3 separate regions of the Sus scrofa genome follow, and regions 1 and 3 are each linked to region 2. The links are chromatin contacts, called in public promoter capture Hi-C maps. All regions are on one chromosome and are shown on one strand. The core of a region is the stretch at or near the end of the contact, and the rest is flanking DNA. Distances in the headings are between cores, read along the strand shown.

The links. Promoter capture Hi-C pulls out the DNA fragments that hold promoters and counts their contacts.
Region 1: a promoter capture Hi-C map of liver shows a contact between it and region 2, with 9 times the contacts expected there. The contact joins the enhancer-like site here to the promoter of EFCAB14 in region 2. A contact is called at or near these places in 4 of 5 promoter capture datasets (fetal skeletal muscle, liver and skeletal muscle) and 9 of 47 Hi-C or Micro-C datasets (brain, embryonic fibroblasts, epiblast stem cells and 5 more).
Region 3: a promoter capture Hi-C map of liver shows a contact between it and region 2, with 5 times the contacts expected there. The contact joins the enhancer-like site here to the promoter of EFCAB14 in region 2. A contact is called at or near these places in 1 of 5 promoter capture datasets (liver), 20 of 47 Hi-C or Micro-C datasets (alveolar macrophages, embryonic fibroblasts, epiblast stem cells and 11 more) and 2 of 2 datasets of contacts at active chromatin or transcription factors (alveolar macrophages and skeletal muscle).

What each region holds. Positions count from the first base shown.
Region 1 is chr6:165,022,323-165,026,896 of Sscrofa11.1, reverse strand. No RefSeq gene overlaps it. Among named protein-coding and RNA genes, the nearest start is that of DMBX1, 46 kb to the right of the region's middle. Within about 2 kb of position 2,601, at least 3 of the 83 cell types and tissues checked have an H3K27ac peak or open chromatin away from gene starts, as enhancers often do. A contact at or near this core is called in liver, where this site is marked.
Region 2 is chr6:164,775,089-164,779,599 of Sscrofa11.1, reverse strand. EFCAB14 (EF-hand calcium-binding domain-containing protein 14) reads right to left here and starts at 1,628. Exons shown (of 10, transcript XM_013999428.2): 1 at 424-1,628. The coding sequence starts at 605.
Region 3 is chr6:164,966,750-164,971,242 of Sscrofa11.1, reverse strand. DMBX1 (diencephalon/mesencephalon homeobox protein 1) reads left to right here. Exons shown (of 5, transcript XM_021096716.1): 5 at 1-3,353. The coding sequence ends at 66. Among named protein-coding and RNA genes, the nearest start is that of DMBX1, 9.5 kb to the left of the region's middle. Within about 2 kb of position 3,207, at least 1 of the 83 cell types and tissues checked has an H3K27ac peak or open chromatin away from gene starts, as enhancers often do. A contact at or near this core is called in liver, where this site is marked.

The DNA of each region.
Region 1 (4,574 bases), core at 1,352-3,851, 250 kb before region 2:
ATACTTATTTTGTGGCACTTTTTAACCCTCCATCAGTTTGTTTGCTTATCTGTTTACTTGTTGTGTGTCTCTTCCCATGGATTGTGCCTTCCGTGAAGTTAGGAAGGTATTTTTTCAAAGAGGGTCACTGCCATATCACGAACTCTCAAGAAGTACTTTTTGGAGTTCCCGTCGTGCCTCAGTGGTTAACGAATCCGACTAGGAACCATGAGGTTGCAGGTTCAATCCCTGGCCTTGCTCAGTGGGTTAAGGATCTGGCGTTGCCATGAGCTGTGGTGTAGGTTGCAGACGCGGCTCAGATCCGGCGTTGCTGTGGCTCTGGTGTAGGCCGGCAGCTACAGCTCCGATTAGACCCCTAGCTTAGGAACCTCCATATGCCGCTGAAGTGGCCCTAGAAAAGGCAAAAAGACAAAAAAAAAAAAAAAAAAAAGTACTTATTGAATGAATGAATGATTGAATGATGTTGATGTAGGTGAATTGTCCTCACCTTCGTGGAACTGGTGTTGGGATGGGTGGTGAGGGGAGGCGGGGGACCTCGGGGCTGCTGTCCATCTGGCTTCTGGAGTCCCAGCAGGGATGGATTCTGGTCCAACAAGGACAGGCCTCTTGCCCTGATGTTGGGAATTGAGCCCGTGGTTAGGACCAGGCCACATACTGGAGTCCTTCCATCCGTGGGTCAGCATACACAGCCTTACAGACACACAGACACACACAGACATCCACGCACACTGACCACAGGTGCATCCATACCCGTGCACGGAGTGGCCTAAGGCAAGGCGCGCTCACATCATACACGGAGTCCCACAGATACCTGTGCACGCCAGGGTGCACAGGGGGACGAGCCCAGCACCCACATTCCTACCCATGCCAGTCACAACCTCACAGGTATATTTGCGAACGGATACACACACAGACGCACACACACACACCCCTACAAGTACGGACTTAAGTGTGCAGACACAGTCATAACAAACAACCGAATTAAACACTAAAAATGATGGAGTTCCCATCGGGCGCAGTGGTTAATGAATCTGACTGGGAATCATGAGGTTGCGGGTTCGATCCCTGCCCTTGCTCAGTGGGTTAAGGATCCAGCGTTGCCGTGAGCTGTGGTGTGGGTCACAGAGGTGGCTCAGATCCCGAGTTGCTGTGGCTCTGGTGTAGGCTGGGGGCTACAGCTCTGATTAGACCCCTAGCCTGGGAACCTCCATATGCTGTGGGAACAGCTCAAGAAAAGGCGAAAAGACAAAAAAAAAAAAAGACATCAGTGGACAAGACACATGCTCCCTTGCTCCTGGACTCAGGAGTTCTTGCTAGGGAGTGACTAACGGGGCTCTGAGCTGCCCTCCAGCAGGGGGCGCACTACGCTGCCCCATCCCTGCACCTCCCCTGCTCCATCGCCCCAGCCCTCCTGGTCTTGTGAGAGGCTCAGGCTCCTGCAGACTCAATCAGGGGCCAGAGGCAGGGCTCAGCTGGCACTAGGGTCAGGGCTTGGTCTGGCGCCAAGGTCAAGGTTCACTGGGTGCCGGGGGTCAGGCTCATCTGGGACCAAGGACAAAGGTCAGTCAGGGGCTGAGATTTCACTGCTGCCCCCCTGTCGTCTCTGCACACAGGTGCACCCCCGACACCTGCCGTCTCAAGATGCTGCTGGCGGAAAAGAGACGCGGGGCCCTCATCGGGCGTGGGCCTCTGCGGCTGGGGGAGGGTGGGGGGGGCAGGTGGGGGCCCGGGCCAGGCAGATAGCTGTGAGGTACGTTTCCATCTCCGCGGGTCGGGCGGGCGAAGCCATTTCCAATCTGCTCTCTATCATTTTCAATATCATTAATCCCAGACACTCTATTTTCCATGCCTGCGCAGCCAGGCCCCCGAGTGTGCGCCGTGTAAAGTGACACATATTCATCACCGGCTCGTGGCGCCGGCGCCGACGCTGATACAATATTAGTGTTGCCCCCCCGCTCGGGGCCCGCTCTGCCCGGCTCCCCGATGGCACGAATCCATCACCTGGAGCCCGTGTCACTTTCCCCAGCAGCCACATTTGTTTGGGCACTTAGGAGGTAATTGTGGCACATTAGCCGGGGCGGGGAAGGGCGCTGGGCCTCGGAGGAGGGGAAGCGGAAGCATCTTCCTCCACAGGCCGAGCCCACCCTGGCCCGGTGCCACGCCTCGGCTCCAGCTCCGGCCCCAGACACCTGGGTTCTTGCTCAGCCTTGGAGGAGGGAGCTTGAGGAAGCCAGACCCCTTCAGGGAGGCTCAGAAGGGTTCTCCAGCTCCCCTGTGAGCCCCAACCTTGGGGCTTGGTTTAGGTGATGGTTTTGCAACCATTCCAGCCATATCCTACACTGAAACTTAGCATGTGGCAATGCCAGTCCTCCTGGCTCCATTTCAAGTCCCATATGGAGGAGGGAGGGGAGAGGGAAGCAGGAGGGAGGGGGCACTGCCCAACTCTTGGAAGCCCAAGGCTGAGGGAAAAGCTGGCCCTGCCCTGGGAACCTGGGTCTGAGAGGGGAGGTCCCTAGTCTGAGAGGGGTGACATGGCCCAGCCCTCAGGAGCTCTGTCTGAGTCCAGGCAGACAGGATGTCACCCAGCCTGAACAGCAGACCGTGACCCAGGGCTGGGTGCTTTTGGGCAGACTGCCTGGAGGTGGTGAGCCAGATACAGGGACAGCCTCTGGACACCGGGAGGCCCAGAGTGGCTGCCGTGGAGGGAGGAGCCGCAGTCGGGGTCATTGATCTGGGCAGAGGCCAGGCTGTGCTGGGGCAGGGGTTCCCTCCTCTGTCCGCAGGGCTAACACCCATTAACCTCGTCAGCAGACAAATTGCCCGTCTTGTCAAATTCCCATTTAAAATGCAAACTCGATTTGACAGAGTAAACGAGTGGAGGTGGGAACGGATAATCCAGTGGAAGCTCATTAGCAGGGCCCAATGAGAGGGGCCAGCTGGGATGGCCTCACGAACTTGCTGTGATGAAGCTTCCAGCCTTGAAACATCCCACCACCCGCTCGATATCCTGACTCGCTGGCCCTCCTGCCCACCCCCCTCAAGGGGTCCGGGGACCCCAGCTGCCTGCTGTCACCTTTGGGCAGGTGCATTTGAGAGCTTTGGAAGCAGACTGAGTTGGGAACCCGCCTTTGTCCCTCTGCCTGGCCACTCAGTGGCCTTGGGTAGTGACAACAGCAACTGTGTGCCCCCCCATCACCCCACTGGGGTTCCCACTGGGACACCGTATGTCTATTCTCCTACACAGCCGTTGCTAGAGGGGGCTTGTGAATTGGCATTATTAACTTATTTACAAATGAGAAACTTGGAACCCTGTTAGAAATCGGCGGGCAGAGCTTGGATTTGAACCCGATCCATCAGGCTCCAATGGTCATACTTGTAACCATTGCACTGCTTTGGCTTCCTGGGTGGTCGTCCTACCTTCTCTGCTTCCCTGGTTTCTGCGCTGTCGCTGGCTGTGAGGGGGTAGGAAAAGTGATTTCCCCTTGGGCCTCATTTTTCTCATCTGTAAAAAAATGGGCAAACCACAGCCTTCCACCTCAAGAAATACAGTAAGGAGAATTTTAGTAAGCCCTTGGTTTAATGAATACGAATAATCACCCAAGAAATACCTGCAGACAATTTAGCCTGGGATGGGGTGGGGAGGGTGGGTAGGAAGGGGAGAGAAAGAAGCTGGGTTTTCCCAGGAAGCCGCTCATGGGCAGACATGGGCACCCCCTCCTGGCTTCCAGGACCTTGGTCTCCTTGGACGTGCACCCCCTCCTCTCTGCTCCCTACCTGGGCCCCTCTCAGAGGAGAGAGGCCTGTGTGTGGTCACTTTCACAAGCCTGGAGTGGGGTTGACAGGTCTCCCAACCCCAGAGGGAGGGGCCCTGGGGCAAGTGGCCTGCTCACCAGGCCATTGTTTCTGTCCCCTGCTGCAGCCAGGCCACTGCTACCTGTTTCAAAGAGTTGGAATAACGTACAATTAAGAGGGCTGGTAAGGGAGTTCCCACCATGGCTCAGCAGAAACGAATCTGGCTTACAACCATGAGGATGCAGGTTCGATCCTTGACCTCGATTGGTGGATTAAGGATCTGGCATTGCCGTGAGCTGTGGTGTAGGTCGCAGAACCGGTAGGGCAGCGGCTACAGCTTTGATTTGACCCCTAGCTTGGGAACCTCCATGTGCTGTGGGTGCAGGTGCAGCCTTAAAAAGACAAAAAAAAAAAAAAAAAAAAGAGGGCTGGTAGGGCAGCAGCTGATAGTCAGTGGGCTGTCGCTCCATCTCGCCGCCCCAGGGCACCTCTCCCCTTCCTTCAAGGGGCACAGGGAACCCCTGAACCTGGCTGGGTCTGCACCTGCTCCTGCCACCACATGGGGCGCTGTGCTGTGACGCCGCACCCGGAGCTGGTGCTGGGTGACCTTGGACAGGTGTCCTCTTTGGGTCTCACAGCCTGTCGCTGGCATGGCAAGGCCTTCTCACCCCCAATCTCTGCCCCCCTCCCTTCACAGGCACCAAAGCGGTTGCTCTGAATACTGCCACTGCCCCACCGCGACTCCTTCCTCTTCCCAAGGTAAAGTCCAAATTCCTCAGCTG
Region 2 (4,511 bases), core at 379-2,878:
ACCGAGATTCAGACCCGTCAAGAGTGCAAAAAATAATCTGCAGTCCTAAGACCCCCGTCTCTCCTACGCTTAAGCAGAAGGCCTGGTCCCCCAAGTTCCTCTGGTCTCTGTCCCTATTCTTGGCTTCTTTGCTACTCCCACTTTGGTCTCTCTGGGCTCTTGGCTCATTCCCCAAGTCCACTGTCTACCCTAGATTCAGAGCTCTCTTTTGTACACTCAGAGACAGATCTCTAACTTATCCTTCATCCAGAACCTGAACTCACCTTCTCCCTAATAGCTTTTCTGCCTCTGTGCCTTCCAAGGTCTACGTGCTTTTTAAAAATTTTTCTTAAGAACTTCCTTCTCCCTCCCTTTAATTTGCCCCCTTGGTCGTGTTGGGAGATACCTTTTCCCCATTCCACCTCTGTGCACTGCATTACTCACTTGACAAAGCGAGAGCGATTTCCAGCTACACCAAACTCCTCTTCCTCCTCTGAGCTGGACTCAGAGTCTGAGTCGGGAGGCTCGGTGCGAAGCAGGCGGTGGCCTGAGCCTTTCTTGGGCTTCTTTCTCCGGCTATCCCCAGCCAAGCCGATCAATGCATTGAGCTCTTTGCGCTTTTTCATCTTCTTGTGTGGGGTGAGTGGGGCACCCACTCCTGAGCTGCCAGGTTCGTACCCGATGCCCAATTCTCTCGATGCCTTGGAGCTGCCTTCCAGGGTGGGGAATTCTGGGCCAGAGCCCCTCTGGTCACTCCCACCCAGGGGTGGGACTGACCAGATCCGCTGGGGACTAGAGACTGGAGCCCAGAGGAAACTGGAACTCAGATGGATGGCTGGGGGAAGTCACGTAAAGACGTCCTGGGGGCTGGTGATCAAAATGGATAAAGCCCTGGGCATGGAGTGTCAATTAGTTGAGGGTGTTTAGGAGAGGTAACCTTTGTCTCCCAAGGGGGATAAAAAGTCAAGAACGAGAGATTCTCAGCCCTGGTCAGTAGATAATACTAATAAGGGTGCTTCAGGAGCTGGGGAAGGACACGCGGACGGGTGTTCTGGTCTTCCGGGGCAAGATTTCCAGTGGAAAGGGAAAGAAACTTGCTTTTGAATGGGAGAAGAGGAGGAGGTGCAGAGCGAGACAGTGGGGTCGCACTGGTCCCTTCCTGGCTGGCAGCAGGAGGGGGCTCCCAGCCACTGCAACCCGGACACAGGAAACGCTCGGGGCTGAGAGATCACCGATCTCCGGCCTCCGTCCTGAGCTTGAAGGGAGCCGGAGGCCGAGGAAGATCCAGAGCTCTTGTTTGCAGGGCTCAGCCTCAGAGGAACCAGTCCCGCGCCTGAGGAGACCCCAGCCCTGGTGTCTGGGCCTGGGGGCAGGTCAAGAGGGGCGTCAGCGGCTCAGCCCACCTGAAGCGCTCCCGCCGAGTTTGAGGTATTCCGGCACCGGCGACTTTCGGCAACTCAAACGCGCCGCCTCCACTGCAGCCGCGACTCCGGTCCCCGCTTCGGCTCCGGACGCAGCTGCTCCTGACTCGCTGGTGGCGGCGGCGGAGGCGGCGGCGGCGGAGGCGGCGGCCGCGGGGTCCAGACCCGGGCCATCGCTCCAACCCCAGCTCACTTCCCCTTTGGCAGCGGTGCCAGCACCGCCTGCCAGTAAGGCGCGCTCCCATTGGCCGCAGGTTCGGTGACGTAACACCGGGCGCGCGAGGGGCGATGGGGAGGCGGGGCGTTAAAGGGCCCAGGCTCCTGCGCGGGTAGGTCCCGCCTGCTAGTTGGGGAGGTCCTACCCGCAGAAAAGCCCTCGGGGATTTATCGCTCACTGTACTTCGGGAGTGTTCGGTTGCAGGAGGCGCAGGGGCGGTTCAGGCGAAGCTCCCAGCTGCTCCACCTGCTTAGGAAGTTCATCGGCCTCTCCGACCGCCAGCTGTGAACTGGGCTAACCCAGCTTAGACGTCCCAACCCTCTGGCTCGCATGTTGTTTATTAAAGGTTTAGGCATGTTACAGATTAATGACCCGGTTGAACACGTCCATTCATTCATTGCGTAAATATTTATTGAGAGTTTACCACGTGTCAGGAGCAATTCTACTGCTGAGGATACAGCAATGAACAAAATAACCACTTGCTTAGGGTTGCCAGATTTAGCAAATAAAAATACCAGACATCCAGTAAAGTGCCAACCCTAATCCTACAGTTTACACTGCAGTGGGGGGAGAGCAGCGACATATTAAATGTCAGGAGGTGATAAATATTATGGGGGAAATTGAAATATGATAAGGGGACAGGGAGTGCCTCTGTGATAAGAGGACCTTTGGTTTGAGACTGAGAGGCTGCGAGGGAGTGAGTTGTGCAATGGCCAGGAGGAAAAAGTGACCTGGAAGACCTGGTGTGGCTGGACCTGAAGGGCAAGAGGAGCAGGATGGGAAATGAGGTCGGATAAGCATCAGGGGCCCGATCATGCAGGGCCTTATGGACCACTGTGAGAACTTTGGGAAACCACTGGTGCTTTAAGCTCTGGTTTAGCATTTATGTATGTATTTATTTATTTACTTATTTATTCAATTTTTCAAAGTTTTTTTGAAGTATGGTTGATTTACAATGTTGATAATCTCTGCTGTATAATAAAGTGATTCAGTTATACATATACACACATCCGTACTTTTTCAGATTCTTTTCCCATATAGATTATCACAGAGTATTGGGTAGAGTTCCCCGGGCTATACAGCAGGTCCCCGTTGGCCAATTATTCCATATGCTGCTGTGTGGGATATGCCAATCCCGAACCCCCAGGACAGTCCTTCTCCCCACCCGTCCCTTTGGTAACCATAAGTTTGTTGTCAAAGTTTGTGAATCTGTTTCTGTTCTGCAGAACAAATATGGAATGCCTCACGAATTTGCATGTCATCCCTACGCAGGGGACATGCAAATCTTCTCGGTGTTGTTCCAATGTTTGTATATGTGCTGCTAAAGGGAGCCCTGGCTTAGATTTTAAAATGATCACTCTAGCTACTGTGTGGGAAAGAGAATTGGAGGAGAGTGAGGGAAGGATAAAGATGCTGGCAGTAGTGGAGATGGTGAGCATTCTGAAAGCTTCTTGAAGACAGAGCTAATTGGATTTCCCACTGTGGTGCAGTGGGTTAAGAATCCAACAACAGTGACCGGGTCGCTGTGAAGGTATGAGTTTGATCTCTGGCTCAGCACAATGGCTTAAGGATGTGGCATTGCTGCAGCTGTGGTATAAGTGGCATTTCCAGCCCTGAGTCAGTCCCTGGCCTGGGAACTTCCATATGCCACAGGTGCATCCATGAAAAAAAAAAAAAAAAAAAGAGCTAACAATATTTACTGCAAAAAAAGAGAAGGATCTTAGGGTGGAACCACCAGCAGAACCACTGGAGGAAAGGCATTGCTGTTTCCTGAGATGAAGGAGAGCAGATCTGGGGCAAGCTTGAGAAGCCAATTCAATATTCCTTTTTTTTTTTTTTTCCTTTTTGTCTTTTCTAGGGCCGCACCTGCGGCATATGGAGCTTCCCAGGCTAGGGGTCTAATCGGAGCTGTAGCTGCCGGTCTACACCACAGCCACAGCAACACCAGATCTGAGTCACATCTTCGACCTACACCACAGCTCATGGCATCGCCGGATCCTTAACCCAGTGAGCATCGAGGTCAGGGATCGAACCTGCAACCTCATGGTTCCTAGTCGGATTCGTTAACCACTGAGCCATGACGGGAACTCCCAATTCATTATTCAAATGGACTGTTTGATACATCTATCTGGAGTTCTGGGTAGAGGTTGGGGCCTGAAATATAAATCTGAGAGTCATCAGATGCAGATGGCATTTAAAGGAAAGTGCTTTGAACTACTTGGAAAAAAGTCATGTAGAGTAATTATTATAGTCACATTCGTATTGTGGCATATGAATCTTTGTCTAGGGATACCTATCCAAAGTCTGGACCTCTCTCTTATTTATCTTTGTGTGTCTAGAGCTGCAGGTAGATGATCTGATATATATGTGATATATGTGGTGCCGAGTTATACAGAGGTATGAGTGGAGTTTTGGAATCAAGAGAACTCGGATGAAATCATGCCTTGAACATTGACTAGCTCTGTCAGCGTGGAAGCCATTCAAATTCTCCGCGTTTCAGTTTTCCCCTCTGCAAAATGAGGATTAACATCTATTTCTCAGGACAGACAAATGAGAAGATGCTTGCGAAAGTGTTTTTTTTTTTTTTTTTTTTTTTTTTTTTTTTTTTTTTTGTCTTTTGTCTTTTTGTTGTTGTTGTTGTTGTTGCTATTTCTTGGGCCGCTCCCGCGGCATATGGAGGTTCCCAGGCTAGGGGTTGAATTGGAGCTGTAGCCACTGGCCTACGCCAGAGCCACAGCAACGTGGGATCCGAGCCGCGTCTGCAACCTACACCACAGCTCACGGCAACGCCGGATCGTTAACCCACTGAGCAAGGGCAGGGACCGAACTTGCAACCTCATGGTTCCTAGTCGGATTCGTTAACCACTGCGCCACGACGGGAACTCCTTTTTTTT
Region 3 (4,493 bases), core at 1,958-4,457, 190 kb before region 2:
GAGAACCTGCGGCTTCGGGCCAAGCAGCACGCCGCCTCCCTGGGACTCGATACGCTGCCCAACTGACGGCTGGCCTCGCACCCAGCCAGGGCTCCTGGGTGCCCCCAGCCCAGCCCCACGGTTATCCCAAGACGGCTCTCTAGGAGTTAATTAAGTCCGTGAGCCCAGGGATGCAGGGGTTCGGGAGTCCTGCCTCCTGCCCCTTCCCCCAGAGCTCCATCCCCTGTGCATGGCCCTGCTTGGATCCCACGGAGGCCCAATGGGGAGGCGGTGAGAGGCCGGTGCCCCCCCCTCCCCGCCCCCCGTCGCCTCGGGGAGTAAGAGGCTCTCGCTGGCTAGACCCCCACCTGTGCCGCCTCCTCCCGTCGCTCCCTCCCTCCCCTTCTGCCCCTAGTAAGTTGGTGTGTGGAATGTGAGATATAAATATAAATATATAAAGCTATATTTTCAGGCACCTGCCTGCCCCAGGCCCCGCCCCCCATCTCTTTACCTCCAACGCCCCTGCCTCCGCCCCGCAGCTTCTGCATCCCACTCGGCCTGGCCTTCCCGTCTCTCCGTCTCTCTCTCCCCTTTCCTTCTTCCCCGACTCCCTCTCCCTGCCTCTGTCCCGTGGGCCACCCCGTCTCCCCAGCCGCTGTCTTCCCCACCCTAGACACGCCCCCGGCCCCCAGGTCCCTTCTCCCCGCTCCCGCTTTCTTTCTTCGGTGCTGGCTGTGTCGGTGTCGTCAGTCCCCAGGCTATGTTCCCTTGGGGTTGTAGCTTTTTGGTTTTAGTAATTGTCCTTCGCCCTGTTCCTCTCTTTCGCTTCTTCCCGGCCTGCCCGTCGCCTCCCCGCTGGCGCCCCCTCGAGCGCCTCTTTGCATCCCCAACGGAGGCGAGAGGACCCTCGCCCTCCCTCCCTGGAGACCCTGTAGCCACTGGAGCTGCAAGCAGGAGGGGGCGCTAGTTCCCACACCCCCCCTCCCCCAGGCCTGGAGGCCAGAAGGACGTATTCTCTTACCTCTCTTTTCCAGCTTTGAACACCCCCACCCGGTCCCCCCGCTGAGAAGGAGGGGCGGATGCAGGAGTCAGACTGGGGCGGGCAGTGGACGGCAACCTCCTGGCTGTAGGACCTCCAGGAGGGAGGCGGGCTGCCAGGCTCATCCAGGCCTGGCCACAGGGCTCTAGACCCCTCTTTGGTGAGACATCCCTGGGTGGAGGGCAGCAGTGGGGAGGGGGTGCCCTCCGAGACGGATCTGCAGAGGAAAGCGGTCCCATAGCCGCCGGGCCGCCAGGTTCCAAAGCTAGTGTCCAGGGCTGGCGTGGGGCTGAGCCGGGAGGGAAGGTGGGACTCTAGGTCCTCACCACAGAAACTCAAACCACCTGGCAGGGAAGGCGGGGGTCTCAGTTCTGTCCCGGGGAAGGGGGGTGTGCTGGCCCAGAGGCAATTGTAAGGACCTCAGGCGTTTGACCTTGAGTCAGCCTGTGGCCTCTCTCGGGCTGTTTCCCCACCTGGATTAGGTGGCCTGTAACATCCTGCCCGGCTCTGACATTCTGTGCCTACAGCTTTGCAGGGCAGAAGCTTTTAGTTAAACTAACAGCAAGCACCGAAAGGCTCTCAAAAGCACAATGTAGAGACTAGAAAAGGACAGTCGCTTTGCTGCGGAGCCACGGGTGTCGCAAGCACAAGCCTCTCCGTGAGCATGGCCACCTTCTCTGGGTCTCAGTTTCTCCAAGAAGTATAAGGGGTCCCTTTGAGTTGAGACAATCTGCACTGGATCCTGCTCCTCTTGAGTTTTAGTCCAGCCTCTCTGTCACCCCTTCTCCAAGCCTTCACATGGGCTCAGGGGCTCAGGGCAAGGGGAGGACAATGGCTTGTGCAGATGCTGGGTCATGATCCCCGGGGCTTTGTGGCTCCCCACTGAAGCCCCCCCCCCCTGCTTAGAGAAGTTGCATCTGAAAACCAGGGTAAAGATCCCTAAGGCTTGTCCCCTCTCCCAGTGGGAAGAGAGGGGTGGGTCCACCGGGGCCTCGGGAAGATTGGTTGACAGAGCAGGCGATGCCCTTGATCCTAGGGGAGGCTGTCCGGGCTGCGGCAGACGGAGAAGGCTTGGAATGGGAAAAAAAAAAAGTGAAGGGCATGGTAGCTTGGGCCAGGAAAGCTGTTTGAACAAAGCAATGCTTTAGACTGCATGGGCGATGGGGAAGTGTGGCTAACTTCGTGAGAGGTGGGGCTGAGGGTGAAACCCAGGAGAAAGACCTCACCTCGATGTGGCCGTGACCAAGGCAGGCAGATGAGGTCTTCTGAAGCGGGGGATCAGCTGAACCAGTATCGAGTATCTGGAATCTGGAAGGTAAAGCAAAGAGCCACAGGAGATCACGGGAGAGACTTGGGCAGGGGCACAGCGGGGTGGCAGAGACTCTAGAAGACAGAGGGGGTTTCTGGTTTATCGTCTGGGGTCAGTGCCAGGAAGGTCTGTTTAGGAAGTGCAAATAATCTCATGTAGCCCAGGCATGGTTTTGCCAAAGCGTTTTGCTTGTCTCTGGAGGCAAACGACCGTCACTGGGCTTTGGAATCCAACAGCTCTAGACCTCACCACTTCCTCCAGGAAGCCTCCCCTGACTTCGCCAGGAGCAAGTCGGCCCCGAAGTCCTGTGCTGTCGTGGTGAAGCCAGGCCCTTCTCCAGCTCTCAGCCCAGTTCCCTCCGAGCTTTGTAACATTCGCTCCAATCTCCCAGCCCGGAGGAGGCCAGGGCACTGGACGACTACTCCTTCCCCGGGACAAACCTCGACCTAGTTTAGGGGACCGGTCTCAGGGACCGAAAGCAGCCAGAGAGAGAGAGGGGAGTGTACGTGTAAGCCAGGCCCTGTGTCTCCCATGAGCTTGGGGTGGGGGGGCCCGCCGCACCTGAGACTGAGGCTGCGGCCTCTCCCAGGTCGGCTCGGCCACCTCCCAGCTGAGAGCCCAAGGCTTTGAACAGTCCCTTCCAGGAAGGCCTCATTCGGCTCCTCTCCCCGTGTCTGAGGCCTCCGTTTCCCCGCGTCCTCACCTCCTCAGAGCATGGTCCAGGGGCCTGGGCCCCCCACCCCGACTCCGCAGCGGCGGGCTGTACAGATTGCTTTCCAAACCAGCTGTTTTGTGACCTTTTGTGCTTAGAGGTCGTGCCAGCCCATGGCAAAACCACTGTGTACCGTATTTATTTATTCTGTTAGTTGATAAAAAACACGACTCAGATGCCCCCGCCCCTGCTCCTCCCCCTGCGTGGTGCAGCATGACACTCTGTCGTGTGTGTCCCTCTGTCTGTCTGTCTGTCTGTCTGACTTCCTGTGACGCTGTGACCTGTTCTTTGTCCTACTTGGCTAATAAAAGAGAATCCGCAGCATAGCCCTCGATCCAGCTTTATTCCCAGAGGCGCCCCTGGTGGGCTGAGTGGGCTGAGCGGGAGCCGTGGGTCTCAAGGTCTGCCCGCAGCCAGGGCAGCGCTGTGGCCAGTGGGGGAGGTGGCAGGCCTGCCTTGGATTGGCCACCCCCCACCCCCAGGGCCCTAACAGCTCTGGGACAGTCACAGGGAGCAGAGGGAGCAGAGGGACCCAGGCGGGGAAGGACTCCCGCTTCTGCTGGCCGCTTGGTCCTCACCCAAGCCGCAGGGCAGGGCAGCCTGGAGCCAGCACCAGCTGGGGGTGTGTGGGGTAGCCTGGGGGGTGGGTCTGTAGGATGGAGGGGGCAGCGGGTTCTGTGGGAATGACAGAAAGGCACATTGGATCCAAGGCCAGAGCTGTTCTCCAGTGGGATGGGCAGCCTGTGGAGGGAGGGAGCGCTTTGTCCTGGGAGGTAAGCAAGCAGAGGAGGAAGAGGGACCCTGCCATGTGGCTGGCTGGAGTGGAGATTTGTGAAGGGACTCTTTGCAAGAAAAAGGTGCCCAGCGATCCCTCCTACTCAGCCTCTATGGCCCTTGCCTGGGGTTCTAGAGCGTCTGCACAGGGCCCCTGAGCCAGAAGGGGTGGTACAAGCTTGAGTTTGGGGTCTGGGGGTTAGAGACCCGTCTGGGGGCTCCCTGGTAGAACCCCAGCAGGCTGAATGGCGTGCAGGGAGCTACCTGTGCAGGTGCCTCAGGCCACGGGGACCCCTGGGCCCTGACCTTCTCATTTCTCAGGTCGCTGCTGGACCTAGGAGGTGCATTCCTTTCTCCCCAGTGGGCTGAGGATTAGGGCGGGGAGCACCCCCTTCGCCTGGCCTTCCCGCCTCCCCGGGAGGGGCTGGCAGATCAAATGTCTGACGCAAATCTCCTTCTGCCCCTCCCAGACCAGAGCCGTCACCCGTCACCCCCTGGCCCTACATACCTCAGCCCCAGGGACACACCTTCGCTGGCAGGGAGGGCACCCCGCGGACCCTGCCATTCGAATCAGTCATCCACTCAGCACGTGCTGAGCACCTGCTGTATGCCTGGCCATGTGCTGAAGGAAGGCCCCTTGGGCGAGAGATATCTGAGCTGAGTCCCAGAGGTCCCGTGTT